3 separate regions of the Mus musculus genome follow, and regions 2 and 3 are each linked to region 1. Evidence: chromatin contacts called from public Hi-C data. All regions are on one chromosome and are shown on one strand. The core of a region is the stretch at or near the end of the contact, and the rest is flanking DNA. Distances in the headings are between cores, read along the strand shown. Region 1 has its middle 63 kb from the start of Ostf1. Region 2 overlaps Pcsk5 (proprotein convertase subtilisin/kexin type 5). Region 3 overlaps Pcsk5 (proprotein convertase subtilisin/kexin type 5).

Region 1 (4,689 bases), core at 795-3,294:
TCTGCCTCCTGAGTGCTGGGATTAAAGGCATGTGCCACTACTTTCCAGCCATCATTTCAATTCTTGATACAGTCCTTGCTGTGAAACTTTCTGAGCACAGGATTAATATCTGCATCCCTTCCTGTTAGTATTCTAATCTTTCAATTGCCCACTAAAGCCACCCATTAAGCTCTTCTTAATATCACTAGTGAGTCTCTAGCCCGCAACTCAAAATTGTCCCACATTCTTCTACAAACCATTTCTAAAGCCCCGAAAATCACAGGGTATGATATATCACAGCAACAACACTGTTTCTTTCAGGCTACCATTTTTTTTATTTATTAATTTTAGTTTTGCTCTTCCTCCCAATTCCTCCCATAACCACCTTCTTCCACCTCTCCCCAACTTTGTGTCCTCTTGTCAAAACAACTATAATCCAATTTGTGCTGCACATATAAACTCCTGGGTGTGGGACAATCCATTTTAATATGGGTGACCTAGTAGGGGCCACACCCTGAAAGAAAACCAACTTTTCTCCAGAAGCCAAGGACTGTGGGTAGATTGTCAGGTGAGGAGTAGAGACCTGTGAACTCTTTCTGCTATGCTAGAATAGTGACTTAGTTGATCTTGGGCAAGCAACTAGAGCTGACCTGAGTTCATGAGTACAGTTGTTCTGTTGTGTCTAGAGAACAGTTAAACTATGGTCCTTTCCAATCTCTACCTCTTATTTTCTTTGATTCTCTGATGCCAATTTAAGACACAAAACTGCCTGGTGTTCTTCTGTCTTCTTTCTGGTAAGAGCCAGTGGTCGCAATAGTTCAGAGAATGGTGGCTAGTGTAGTAAACACTTCAGAAGTGGGGCTGGATTTTAGACAGGCCCAAATTACCATTTCACTTGGGAAAAGTAGAGATTAATTCTTACTCTCTTGAGTCTCTGATGACTTTCGGGACATGCTTCACTGGTAGACAGCAATGATGTGGGCCTCTGGGAACTAGGGCTATGTTATATGAAGTCAGCCAGCTTCTGCTCAGGTCTCTTGGAACCTAGTAGGCAGGGAACCAGAGTAGCCCCCTGGGGAGGACACCAGCCTGTAGCTGAAAGCTGTTGGTCATCTCCCTCTGACAGCTAGGACAAGCATGTCCTAAGTCCAGAAGGGAGCCATCTTGGATTCAGATCCTTCAACCCTTGAGAAATCACCTTAGCTGATACTTGAAGTGGTGTGAATACTCAGGCAATCTTTTACTGTAATCTTGATCTGCAAAACCGTGAGTGAAATAAAATTGCCATATTTAAGCCACCAACTCTTATGGTTATTTGATATCTGTTATGTGTGTCACATAACTACATTTCCCATGCTACTTAATTCTCACAATAACCCTAGGAGTGATGTGCTATTATGTCATTTTGATGGTAATGAACTTGACCCAAAGGTGTTAATTTGCCCAAATGACTAGCTAGCCAGGGTGATGGGAACTGAGTCAAGCTTTGATTGTAGCTCACATCAAACTTTTGAGCTAAGCTGCAAATCAATTGTACTATTTGAGTTTCAGTTTACACAAAAATACAAACTTGCCAAAGGTCATGAGTCTTTCAGAAGTCAGATTGCCTGTTTTTAATCTTCAGATCACAGAGTTTTATAAACCACTGAGACATTTTGGAGATACCCAGCGTGTAAGCTGTCCCCCCTTTCCCTGTATTAATGGAATGGTTACTGGTCTCTGATAGCCACTCAGATCACTTGAGTAACGCACAGAGACGTTTTAAGAGGTAAGAAATGAAACAGAAGCCACAAGTTGCACAACTGCCCCCAGAAGCCATCCTGGCTGTCAAGACTGCCTAAGCCCAAAGGATCTGCATTTGCAGCATAAGCTTTTAGCACCAGCTTATTTACCTTTAGTTCAAGACAAATGCTCAAATGCTTTCTAGTAATTGCAAAGGACTCTTACCACTTAGAGATACGATTCTCGACTGTCCGGCTTTCCTCCTTCTCATACAATTCTGATGTCTCTACATAGACCTTGCCCCTTTCCTTTTGCCCGAAATCCACACTTTGGCAAACCTCCATGCCCCTTAGCACCCTCCCCTAGTGACCTTAGTTGAGACATGTCATCGTTCTCATGAGTGTGAGTCCCATGCTCCAGGAAGCCAATACACCAGCCCCGTTTTTTGGTCACAGCTGCCTTCTATTTGGTGGGTGGAATTTAATGGTGGGAAAAAGCAAGGCATAACAATGAGACATTACACTGAAGGTTTGCCTAGTTTTCTGGGGCATGATTTTTCATAGCTCAGAGGCTGTGAAAATGAGGCCACATTGTTTGCTCTTCAGACTGGCAGTGGCTGCGGTCCCAGTATGCTAGCACATGTCTCTTCTCTGTGAATGTGTACTCCAGTTATTCTTCTGCATGACCACCTGTGGGGCAATGGGCTATGCACAGAGAGCCTGGTCTCCAGTTGAGCATAGGTCTTGAACCCCCGGTGGGATTGGTGGGTGGTAATTTCCACCTACATGGGACAGAAGGCATTCAATCAAGTCTCCTGGACCCCTGGCTCCTGTCAAAGTTACTGTCCCCACAGCCCCCACAGGAGAGGCGCGTGGTTATCTGTCACGTAGACAATGTCCCAAGCTTGTGGCATTCTGGCTAGACTCCTCCCCACAGTTACCTAACAACAGGAAGATAGCCCAGCCTACTATAAGAGAGACTGCTTGGCCCCACCTCTCTCTCTCTTTAAGCTTTCACCTTTCTTATTCTCTAGCTCTCTTTCTCTTTCCCTTCTCCCCTCTCTCCATGTGGCCATGCCCGGTCTCTCTCTCTCTTTCTACCTTCTCTCTTTTCCCCTGCCTTTCTACAAAAAAGCTCTAAAACCATAGACTAGCTCTGATCATGAAGGCCCACCATGCTTGAACAATGGGATAGGCTTTCTCCTAACGAGCTGCGTATAAGTGCCCGCCAGAAGGCCTTCCTACGCTGCAGCCATGGACTGGACTAAGGACTCTCGCCTGAGTGGGAACCATCCAGCGCCCCCCCTCTCCCCCTGCCCTCTCCTGTCTTCCTCCCTGGGTGGAGTGCCACCCCTGCGTCCACCGCCGAGAGCACCAGAACTCTGATGGGACACGGGTTCTTACCCACTTCCCTCTTTCTCTTACCCACGGCCCCTTAACCACCTTTCTCTTTCTTTTGAGGAAAGCAGTAAACTGTACTTGGCCTCACCACAATGGCTTCTACTTAAATTAATCATTTTTTTCAAGGTTCTGTTTCCAAATATGTATTGATAGTTGGGATTTTAAAATATGACTGGGTTACAGGGAAGGCACGGTTCTGCCCTTACCAAGGTTTGTGGATAACTGAGACTTTTTCAGATGAGTATACTGACTTGAGTTAGCAAGTATCAGATGACTCTATTTTAGCCCTTGAGGTTCTCTGTAATTATGGCTATTCAGGTGAGTGTAGACTAAACATTGGTTAAGCCTTTGCCAGATAGAGGGTGGGAGCAACACAACAGGTGAATCTTCCTAGCAGCCTGGAAGCCAGTCCTGGCTGCCTTTGAATGAAAACATAGAACTCTCAGCTTTTCCAGTCCCACATCTGCCTGGATACTGCCTAGGTATGTGGCCTAGAGACTGTTTCTGTGATATTTTGCTGAAGAACATGGCTGATTTTTGTCATTGTTAGAATAGTCTGCCTGAGGCTAAGGAGAAATGATTTAGATTAATTGCACTGATAAAGGAAGTCCCAAAACAGCCTGGTACAAATTCTGTTGTGTGGTTATTAAGGTTCACTTTTATGAAGAGTGTTTTAATGAAAAGGAGCACACTGAGAAAGGAAAATATAAAATGTATGGTAATAAAGGGGCACCAGGAAGTGAAATGAAGCTGAATCCTATGTTCAAGGAGATAAACAAATTAAGAGAGGGCTGACTTTGGGGCAAGAGCCCAACCAGCTAACCTTAGGTCCAAGCATGGTGGTACACACCTTTAATCCCAGGAGAGAGAGGCAAGCAGACCTCTTGAGTTCAAAGCCAGCCTGTGAAGAGCAAATTCGAAGTAGAGAAAAAGCTTAAGTCCAGGCCTAGTGGTACAAACCTTTGACCTCAGCATTCAGTAGACAGAGCCATGCAGCTCTGTGAGTTCAAGGTCAACAGAGAAAGTTCCAGGATAGCCAAGGTTAGTTAGTGAAGGAGTTGGAAAACAGAAAGCAAGGGTACCATGTTTCAGTCCCAGCAAGCAGTAGAACGCTGCAACTTTGGCCATGTGGCTCTGGCTTTAGAGTCAAGAATAGAAGGGTCTACTAGGACAATTCATGCTGGTGAGCTGGAGCTAAGAAATTAGCAGTGATTAAGAGAGTAAATGTATTTTGTAGTATGCCATGGCCCCCATAGACTTGTTTAAACAAGTCAGAGTGGAACATAGTGGTTTGAATATGCTTGGCCCAGGGAGTGGCACTATTTGGAGGTGTGGCCTTGTTGGAAGTTTGTCACTGTGCATGTGGGCTTTAAAACCCTCTTCCTAGCTGCCTAGAGGCTAGTCTTCTCCCGTTTGCCTTTGGATGAAGATGTAGAACTCTCAGCTCCTCCAGCCTCACATTGGCTTGGACACTGCTGTGCTGCCTCCTTGATAATAATGGACTGGAACTCTGAACCTGTAAGCCAGCCCGGACTAAATGTTGTGCTTAGAAGAGTTGCCTTTGTCTTGGTGTCTCTTCACAACAGTA
Region 2 (4,689 bases), core at 666-3,165, 810 kb after region 1:
AATCTTCAGGCCTTGAACTTTATGTGCTCTTAAATTACAAGTTAAAAAATGCCCTTGAGGGAGAATGGATTTCTGTCAGCAATGCCAAGTCTATGCCTAGGAATCTCTTTGCATGTGTCAGATTTTTACTTTCCATTCAACAGGTAACTCTTGTGTCATTTGCACACTAAATAAGTCTCTTAACCCATTTGAAAGTGCTCATAGCTGAGTGACTTAGGACCCCTCAAACTCCTTGCCTGCAATATACAAGCTCAAGTGGATGCCATTCTCTGCTTACTTTTCTTTCCTTTTTTCCTTGTTTATTGCTGCCAAAGCCTCTAGTAGAGTCCTCGACAAAACCAACTAGTCCATCTGTGGCCACTGAAATGTTGGGATGTCTCAAAGAGGAGGAAAGCCATGTATCCCTTATCAGCTGTGGATAGTATTTCTGGGGGAGGGGAGGCACTGCTCTATGGTCAATAATTTGGGCATGGATTTGCTTTATTGGGTTCTACTCCAATGTGTGACCTGTTCAAGCCACTTAACTGCTGTGCCTCAGTCTTTCAACAGAACAGGAAGGTTCTCTTGGGAAGAGTTGGATAATGCTAATAATGTACTGGGTTGAAAGATTTCATTTTGAAAACACACACACACACACACAAATAATCAAATCACTGTATTTGTGAAAAGGTGTATATCTATTGATTTATCATTGGAAGTCAGAATACGTGGAAAAAGTAATAGTGACCACATAGTTATTCAAGCCTTAGCTCTGTGACCAAAATTCATGAACTCAAACATCAATTTTCTTAATGGCATGGGGTTATTTTCCCTGTCTTTTGAGAGTCTGGAAAGTATGTTTTCCCTGGATTGTTCAGGGGCCTGAAAAAGACAGATCTATTGTTTATTGTTTGTTTGTTTGTTTACTGAAAACCAGTGAATAAATCCATATATTCTCTACATCTTTATGGAGTACACACTCTGAGCAAACCACAGAATAGTTTCTGTCTGGGCTGGAGAAACTCAGGGACACTGGCCTTACCTGCTGAATTGCCTGCTTTTAAATAGAGCCTCTACTTCTAGCCAGTAGTGACATTTTCATACTTGACTGTCCCTCAATCCCCTTAAGCTGCTAAGTGTCACACCAGAGTGAAGTCTCTAAGAAGTTCCCCCTGTCAGTGCCAGAATCTTCACAGTCCCTTCTCAAGTCTCCAAACTTAAAGTGCTTCTGGGAACTCTGGGCAAGTTCAGCTCTCACCCCAGTGTCAAGCGAGGCTCTGAGTATGCCAGGTAGAGTTCTTTGGAGGGATAGAGGGGTGAGGATGGAAAGAACTGGAGACAGCCCTCAATATCTCTCCCCCAGCTTTGAGCCCCCAGGTGAAGTATCCATCATAGTAATGTAACTGACTTCAGGGTCAGGCATTTATAGCACATGGCATGAAAGAAGGAAGCTTCATGGTGGAAATGTGCCGCTTGTCTGTCTTCTACTGACAAATATCCAGTTGGATGACAGGGGTGAAAACGTTTCCCTTCTCCTGCCCCAGCTCCATCATTCCTGTAATTGCTCGCGCTCTGGCCATGAGTTCAAGGAAAAGAAACCCCAGTGAAATAACTTGGCACTTCCTTGCAACCCACAGGGTATGCCAGGGAGCTAAGAACCCAGGTTCAGCCTGTTTTCCCTTCCCCTAGTTTGAATTCCAGCCTGCACTGTCATTGATCAGAACCTTTGTCCAGGGCTTTCTGTGCCCTGACCTGCAAGTCATGTCAGGTACCACTTTCCTGGAAGCCCTGACTTGGTCTCTGATGTGAAGGAATCTTACACAGATTGAGAAAACATTTGGTTTGCCTCCAGCAACTGGATTTAGAGGAGACAATGCCAGTTCCTTTCCTGTTTGCCCACAGATTTTGAAATGCTTTTCCTGGAGTGTGAAAGGCATGTTTCACTGTGACCTTAACCAAAGTTAACTGTCTGCTGACTACTTCAGAGGGTGGTGCTGATGTTCAAGGCTATTGTAGTCCCAGGATTTTTAGTTGCAAAATACCCCAGCTCTTCTGCCAAGTACAATGCTAGAATCCAGAAACACACAGAGGGGAAGAGAGAAGGAGAGGAAGGAGGGACAGAGGGAGAGAGAGGGGGGGGGGGAGATGGGGAAAGAGATGGATACCCTCATTTACCAACCCTCATGTCTCTCATCTCTCTGCTGATGGGGGTGCCATGTATAAAGCTTTGTTCAATATGTCTAACTCCAGTGATGTCACAAACTTACTTACTTATTAACTTTGAACTCTTTGGCCTCCAGGGAACATGGTACACATTCTACCTAAAAGTTGTGTGTTTAACATTTTACCAGAACAAGAAAAAAATGGCATGGTTTTGTTCCCAACGGGATTTCATTTATAGGACAGGTTATTGTCAGCAGGGCAATGGTTAGTTTTTAATTTTGGAGATTTCCAATCCTGATGAAGATTAAGCAAAGAAAGCCACCAGCTTAGCAGCAGTGCCTCATTTTTAAAAAGAGCAGGACAGATACAAGTAAAACTTCAGCTCCCAAATTCTGAACTTAAACTATTTCTCCTCACTTATCCTTCCACCATGAGCAAAATCACAGCAGTAGGGTCCATGGGAGTCAGAAACAAGAGCCGATGTCATTCATATACAAATAACCAGGAGACCCAGATGGCATATGCACCAGGGGTGGTTTATTCACAAGGGAAGAGTGTCTCTTTCTGTCTTAACAGAACTTTCCTCACCATTGTCTGTGTGGGTTAAATGGTATGTTACATGGAGAAGAGAAATGCTGACAGAATTTCCCACATTTGTCCGCTCACCCCATGCTCTTTGGTTTGAGAAATCAGGAGAATAACCGCCCGTTCCTTTGCCAACATTTGCCTCTTTTTTTATTAATCTCAGTTGAGTTGAACAATTTCTCCTCTCTGTGTAACATAAGGCTCTTCTTTGTATTCATCTGGTTGGCATTGAGCTTGAGGGCGTCCAGTTTTTCAAATACACATCTGAGACTATCTGGAATGATTTATGCACAAGGCTGTGGTGCAGGCCAAAAGGAACCAAAGTCCATTGAGCTAAATTAAAGCTTTGTTTGGAGGAAAAAAAATGTCATTCTTGCGGCTATCTAAAAGTTACATCACAGTAAAGACAGAATGAGATATCCTATACTTGCTTTAGGTTTTGACTGGACTGTATTATCTGCATTGCCTTGCTCTTCAAATTGCTTAAAGGATGGTTAGTCAAAGACAAACACCCGTAGAATGAAGTCTGGCCACTGTATGTATGTATGTATTTATTTATTTATTTTTTAATGTGTGGTAATCTTGATCCTAGAGCAAAGATGGAGGGAAGCCTGTGGTACTCTAATTCAGTTCCCCTATTAAGGGATTTTCCTGAATCAAAAGTGAATTTAACCCTAGGTGGCATTTCAGATAGTAAAACTGGTTTTAGGCTCTTTGGAATCCCATTTCCTTTTAATACTTGAGCAGTCAAAATTGTGTTCAAATTTCTTCTTATTTTTTAATTTAATTCTATAGCTTAAAATAGAATGCTATAAAAATACAATTTAAACAAGGCTCTTCAGATCTAGTGTTCCTATTCAACAAGTATTTAATGAGTTCACATAACGTTCTTCTCCTCTTTTTTTTGGATATTCCATTGTGATCTTAGAATGTGAGGCCTAAAGTGTGCATGTGTGTGCGCGCACACACACACACACACACACACACACACACGGAAGGGAAAGAGTAGGGGTGGGGGAGTCAAGGCACACTTTAATTTTTCTTTTTCTTTTCTTTTTTTTTTTCCTTTTTCTTTTTGTTCACTAGAAAACTTGGCATGACTAGGGATAAGGCAGTATGATGGTTAGTTTTGGTTGTTACCTCGACTTATCTGGGAAATAGGAACCTCGGTGGAGGAATCACTTTCATCAGATTGGCTCATGAGCTTGTCTGTGGGACATTTTCTTGACAGTTGGTTGATGGTTGGAGGGCTTAGTTCACTGTGGGTGATGCCTTCCTTGACCAGAGGGTACTGAGCTGCAAGAGCCTTGAGCCTATATGCAAGCCAGTAGGCAGTGTTCTCCTGTGCTCTCTGCCTCAGTTTCTGCCTCTAGGGTCCTGGCTTGAGCTCCTGCAGTAAACACTTTCCCCCTTGTTTTTGGTCCTGGTGTTTATCACAGCAACAGAAACTAGTGAATGTAGCAATGTTTTCTACAAGTCAATGAAACTGTACCAAAGAAAGTATATACTTGAGGCAAAAAATAATTTGTTTGGTTTTCAATGAATTCTTCAGGAAGCTTAAAGAATGTTAACCTCAAAGAGAAAGTTAATCTTAAATCTTTTGAGGTGATTGTTCCCAGGAAGTTGATGTCAAGCAAACTTAGTGAATACAAATGTATACAAAAGTGAATATATATGTATATATACATACATATGTGTGTGTATATATATATATATACATATATGTGTGTATATATATCATAAGTATATATATGTATATACATACATATATATAATAAGATCATAAGAATGATCTTCCCTGCAAATAAAAAAATTTATGACTTACCAGTATTATTGCTAGTGGCCAGCATAGGCCATCTTCATTTAGGTACTTGAAATTTAATATTTTATTAAATTTTTATAGTTGTGATATTAGTATTTAATTAAATATAAGTATATTTAATTAAACATGAATATTTGATG
Region 3 (4,689 bases), core at 1,175-3,674, 790 kb after region 1:
ATTAACATGCCACTTCTCATTGCTCCTACTTCACTCGTGAAATCAAGGAGCAGATGAGCTATTTCTTAATGCTCATTCCGAACCATTAATTGCCATCTTGAGTAGGTGTCACTTATGATTTCCCCATCAGTCCACAGTGCTATTGGGATTGCATTTCCATATTCCACGTTCCCCCTCATTTAGGAACCTCCTGCATCTACTTTCTCTCTATACTTAGAATATTTGTTATCATATTCAACTCCACTGGTAGACATGCTTGTCTTACGAGAACTGATTTTACATTTAGACTGGAGATTAACCTCTTTGGCTTTGCAGATGGATAGAGACTCTAGAGGCCAACTTTACCTATCAACTGTGTACCTATTTAGAAAGGAATGAGTTCTGTAACTTGTCAGTGCAATGCTGTGAAAATATGCTAATAAAGCAATAGTTGCTGTTTTGGCTGATGTCCCTGGAGTTACGGAGGAGTTCAGAGTAGTAAAAATCCACATTAATCATTACTTGGTATAGAAACCCCAGCTGATAACTAATTTCTGGCTTCCTGCCTGGACTTCCAGTATCCAAGATGAGCTCCATGTGGCAGAGACAAGGTGAAGCCCTACATTCAACCAAGGTATAGTCTCGTGCCTTGTACATCATAAACTTTCCAAAATGGCCAAGGAGTAAGCAAAGGCAAATAGTTAGCTTACTCTGGGCCTGCTCTCTTGTTCCTGGGAGACTTTGGAGACAGAGCACTTAGTGTAGTTTTGGAAAGATTGAATATTTTCTTTCTTTTTTTTTTTTCATTACGTATTTTCCTCAATTACATTTCCAATGCTATCCCAAAAGTCCCCCATATCCTCCCCCCTACTTCCCTACCCACCCATTCCATTTTTTTTTTTTGGCCCTGGCGTTCCCCTGTACTGGGGCATATACAGTTTGTGTGTCCAATGGGCCTCTCTTTCCAGTGATGGCCGACTAGGCCATCTTAAAAGTCATCAACAAGTAAACACATTTTAAAGACATCTGCTCATTCTAATAAGTTAGAAATATATTAGAAGGTAGTGGTGGAGTCAGTAAAGGAACTAAAAGAGGCCAACAAAAAAATCAGATAGAAACAAAGGTAGATATGATAGGTGAAAATTATTAGTGGTAGTGTTGATTCTCTTGTTAGTCCACTGGCAAAGCTAAGCAACAGCCTTCATCCATGAGTTCTGAAGCCCAATCTATCATTTTTGGAAGCTTTGCTGTACAAGGCACTGGGATGCACCCTGCCTGAAGCTAGGACTTCATTTCTTTTCTTTGCTGATCTCAGTTGCAGGAATCTAGAAACTAGTCTTCAACATCAGCTTCTGTACCAGCACACAACACTGCCCCACTGTGAAGCCATAGTTTGAAAGCATCAATTAGTGTACTTTTAAAAACTTTCATGTAAAATAACTCCAAGTTTATATATTCCAAAGAAAATAACAAATTTCTACTTGGGACTGTCTCAAATATAATACCGGTTATACTTTTGCTGAAGGGTTTGTCATTTATCTTAAATTCAACTTTAACTCAGCAGCCTGCTTTATTATTTGGTAAATACAGCAACCTCAATTTACACCTAAATCATTTTAAGATTAAAGGTAGGGAAAATAGACCAAATACTGAGAAACACAGCTGACAATAAGGACTCTCCAAATCTCAGTATCCATGACAACAGTATGTTGTTGGTAGATTTCTCTTATTCCTTTCTCACGAAATGTGCCTTAAAAACATCATTACTATAAAGGAACATGATGGAATAACCATAATTATTTTCCCGTGTATTCTATGATGGGGCCTTTAGATTGGTTTTCTGCTTCTAATAGTACCCATAATACAGCAATCAAGACCCCTCCAACAGTGACTCTTTCCATTCTGTTTAGTAGAAAGAAAAATTCAGTTAGTACTTTAAGAAAGCTTTTTCATAGACTATTCTTCTGCACACTTGACCTTTAGATTCCAATGTATGTGGTGTGTGTATGTGTGTTTGTGTTGGGTGGGTGCATGTTACCTGCTGTGGAGTGTGTGCCTATGTGTTTGTGTCTGTGTGTGTGTCTATGTGTGTGTGTAATGTATATGCTGATGGTTGGGAGCTTGCTATAGTTAACCTGAAAGCCTCCACACCAAGGTCATTTGCAATGAATTTATCTATCAGCCTTCTCTTCAACTGTCATCTTTTAGATTGTATGCTTGGGGAGGAAGCAACCGTTTTAGGCTTTTTAGAATTTGGAAAGATTTTGGAAAGCACAAAAAGTAACCCTGTTGTCACACAATCCCTTCAGACGAGGAAGTTCCAGCTCCATAGATCTGAGTCATAGGAGACAGTTAGCAATAACTAATAGGATCTGTCAGAAGGCTGGCCTGGATTCAAGCTCGAGATTGCTGAATTACTCTGAGAGGGCAAAGGCACCTATGAACCCTTGAGTGGCAATAACAAGATGGGTCACGGGTCCATAGAGCTGACTGCTCTCAATTTCCTGTCTGTACTGCTTAGACTTTGGGGAAACATTGGATTACATAATTGGACATTGAAGTTAGCAATACCCTTTCCCTAGTAGCCAGTTTCAGTACCTAGATGGTGAGTTAACTCAGTGGTCATGAACCATGGTCATATGAACTTAATTTTCTTTTATAATCAGGGAGTAAGCAGAGCTGAACTTCATGTCTAAATGCAATCCATCGTTGGACATGCTTTATGAGATGGACAGAATTCTGCAATTATACATAATTTCTAAGTCTTTAATCTCAGTAATATGTTAGGAATAGGAAATGATGGCACTTGGAAGGCTGAAACAAGAAAAGGAAGTTCCAGGGTTATCTTGGCTATATAGATTGAGTCACATAGACAAAACAAAAGCTTGACTTCTCCCTAATATTTTATTAGTTTGCAAACATGCAGCAAAGTTTTGAAAGAGTAAAAGAAACAGCGCCATATACCTCATTGCATGATTAGCATTCTACACATGGTCTTTACCACACAGCTATGCACCTCTTCGTTTTAACCTGCCCATCAATCCATCCAAATTCTTAATCCACTTCAAGTAAATTCAGTATATCTATCGATTTCTCTAGCATGAAAGATTGTCACCTATACTTTAACTTTGGCTTTCACAGTTTCCTTCTGATGCAAAATTTACATTGCGGAAGAGTCACACTCAGGTGGATAGTCACTCTTGGAGTATGGACAAACTTAGGTTCCTGACAAATACCAACATTGAGTGTTCCTTCAAGTCTCTTCCTACTTAGCTGTTTTCATACAAAGACAGACAGTGTATCTGAAAACTTTGTCCACTATATGGTAGTAGATGTGAGAATAGCTAATTAAAAAAATTAGTTTGCTTAATTCGCCTCCGGAGAAATTTACTTTGATGCAATGATACTGCAAGTTGTTGGCTGCTTTTGGTTGTGCGATGGCCACCACAATGAAGGAAAAATGATGTGCCATTCCCTCAGAATTCATAGGAGATGAGCGTGTGTTTCTCATCAACCTTCTCTACCCACACCACTAGGTAGTTTGTGTTCCACCCCCATAGTTGTTCATTTTCTGGAGGGCAGATGAAGGGAACCTTAACAGTCAGGAGTCTGGTCAGGTTGAACTATTGCCTTTGATACAGCATCTTTGAGATTTCATCCAGGAAGCTGTTTATCTCAAGGGTGTCCCTCTTTTGCTGCCTCTGCTGAGTAGCAGTGGCTTATGGAGGTGCTGCAGCTTGACAGCCCACTCACAAGCTGAACGACATGGTTTGGAGTGTAGCATCTGTAACCTGAACAGCATTGGTTCCTAAAGCTGCCTTTGCATGAATTTGCACCACATACCTTTTGCTGTTTGTTTGTAAATTCTCAAATCTATTGCCACATGCAAGTGATGGTTAGGAGAATGAATTATATGATTTAGAGAAAGCTGTGCTACTGTCTCTCTCACAGTGAAATCTACAGCTTATAAACACGTTGATAATACTTATTACACTGTAGTTTTTATTTTGACTTGGAAACCTGAAAAATATCATTAACTACTATTATTTCATCATTTAAAATATCTTTCTTGTGGGGAACTTTTTTTTTTAACAACTGGGCTCAGAGCCTACATTTTTCTTTTATTCTTATACATTTAATTAGCTGAGTGTGTTTTATTGTTGGGTGTATAGAGGTCAAAGGACAACCTATGGGAGTTGGTTTCTTTTTTTCCATCATGTTCCTCCTGGGAACTAAACTCAGGTCTCCAGGCTTGGCGGCAAATGCCTTTAGCCACTAAGCTATCTTGCTGGTCCAAAAAGCTCACAGTTTTCTTTCCTGGGTAAGACAAATGTTTTAAATTTCCAGTCTCATCTTAGAAGAAGGCAGGCATTATCTGTCTTTGTCTGTTGAGTAGTAAGATTTGGTGGTAAGGAAGAAAAGAACAAATGAGATTGGCGAAAAGGGTATTGGGAAAGAGAAGATCTAAGAAACAGTAGCAACCACCAATAAATATTTCATGGTGCTGCTCTATGTCGGTGGCTACACCAGATCAAGTTGCTTAGCCATAAGTCTGGCTTTAGTTGAAGGCAGAGGAGAGGTGACTTTCATCATCACGTTGTGACTTTGCTTTGTCTGGAGAACCAATGCCAAGCGGAAAAGGCACTTGCCAGTCGTTTCCTGGTCAAAACTTGTCTCTTGCTTCTTACATTTCTAGGGAAGCAGACAGCA

Evidence for each region. A called contact is a pair of places that touch in the nucleus more often than the background predicts.
Region 2: a Hi-C map of liver shows a contact between it and region 1, with 4 times the contacts expected there. A contact is called at or near these places in 4 of 484 Hi-C or Micro-C datasets (the N1E-115 cell line, liver and nephron progenitors).
Region 3: a Hi-C map of liver shows a contact between it and region 1, with 4 times the contacts expected there. A contact is called at or near these places in 4 of 484 Hi-C or Micro-C datasets (liver and nephron progenitors) and 2 of 130 datasets of targeted methods (bone marrow-derived dendritic cells and extraembryonic endoderm stem cells).

What each region holds. Positions count from the first base shown.
Region 1 is chr19:18,566,051-18,570,739 of GRCm38.p6, reverse strand. No RefSeq gene overlaps it. Among named protein-coding and RNA genes, the nearest start is that of Ostf1, 63 kb to the left of the region's middle.
Region 2 is chr19:17,760,142-17,764,830 of GRCm38.p6, reverse strand. All of the region lies in intron 2 of Pcsk5 (proprotein convertase subtilisin/kexin type 5), which reads left to right. Among named protein-coding and RNA genes, the nearest start is that of Pcsk5, 75 kb to the left of the region's middle.
Region 3 is chr19:17,779,241-17,783,929 of GRCm38.p6, reverse strand. The region is part of intron 2 of Pcsk5 (proprotein convertase subtilisin/kexin type 5); the gene reads left to right. Among named protein-coding and RNA genes, the nearest start is that of Pcsk5, 56 kb to the left of the region's middle.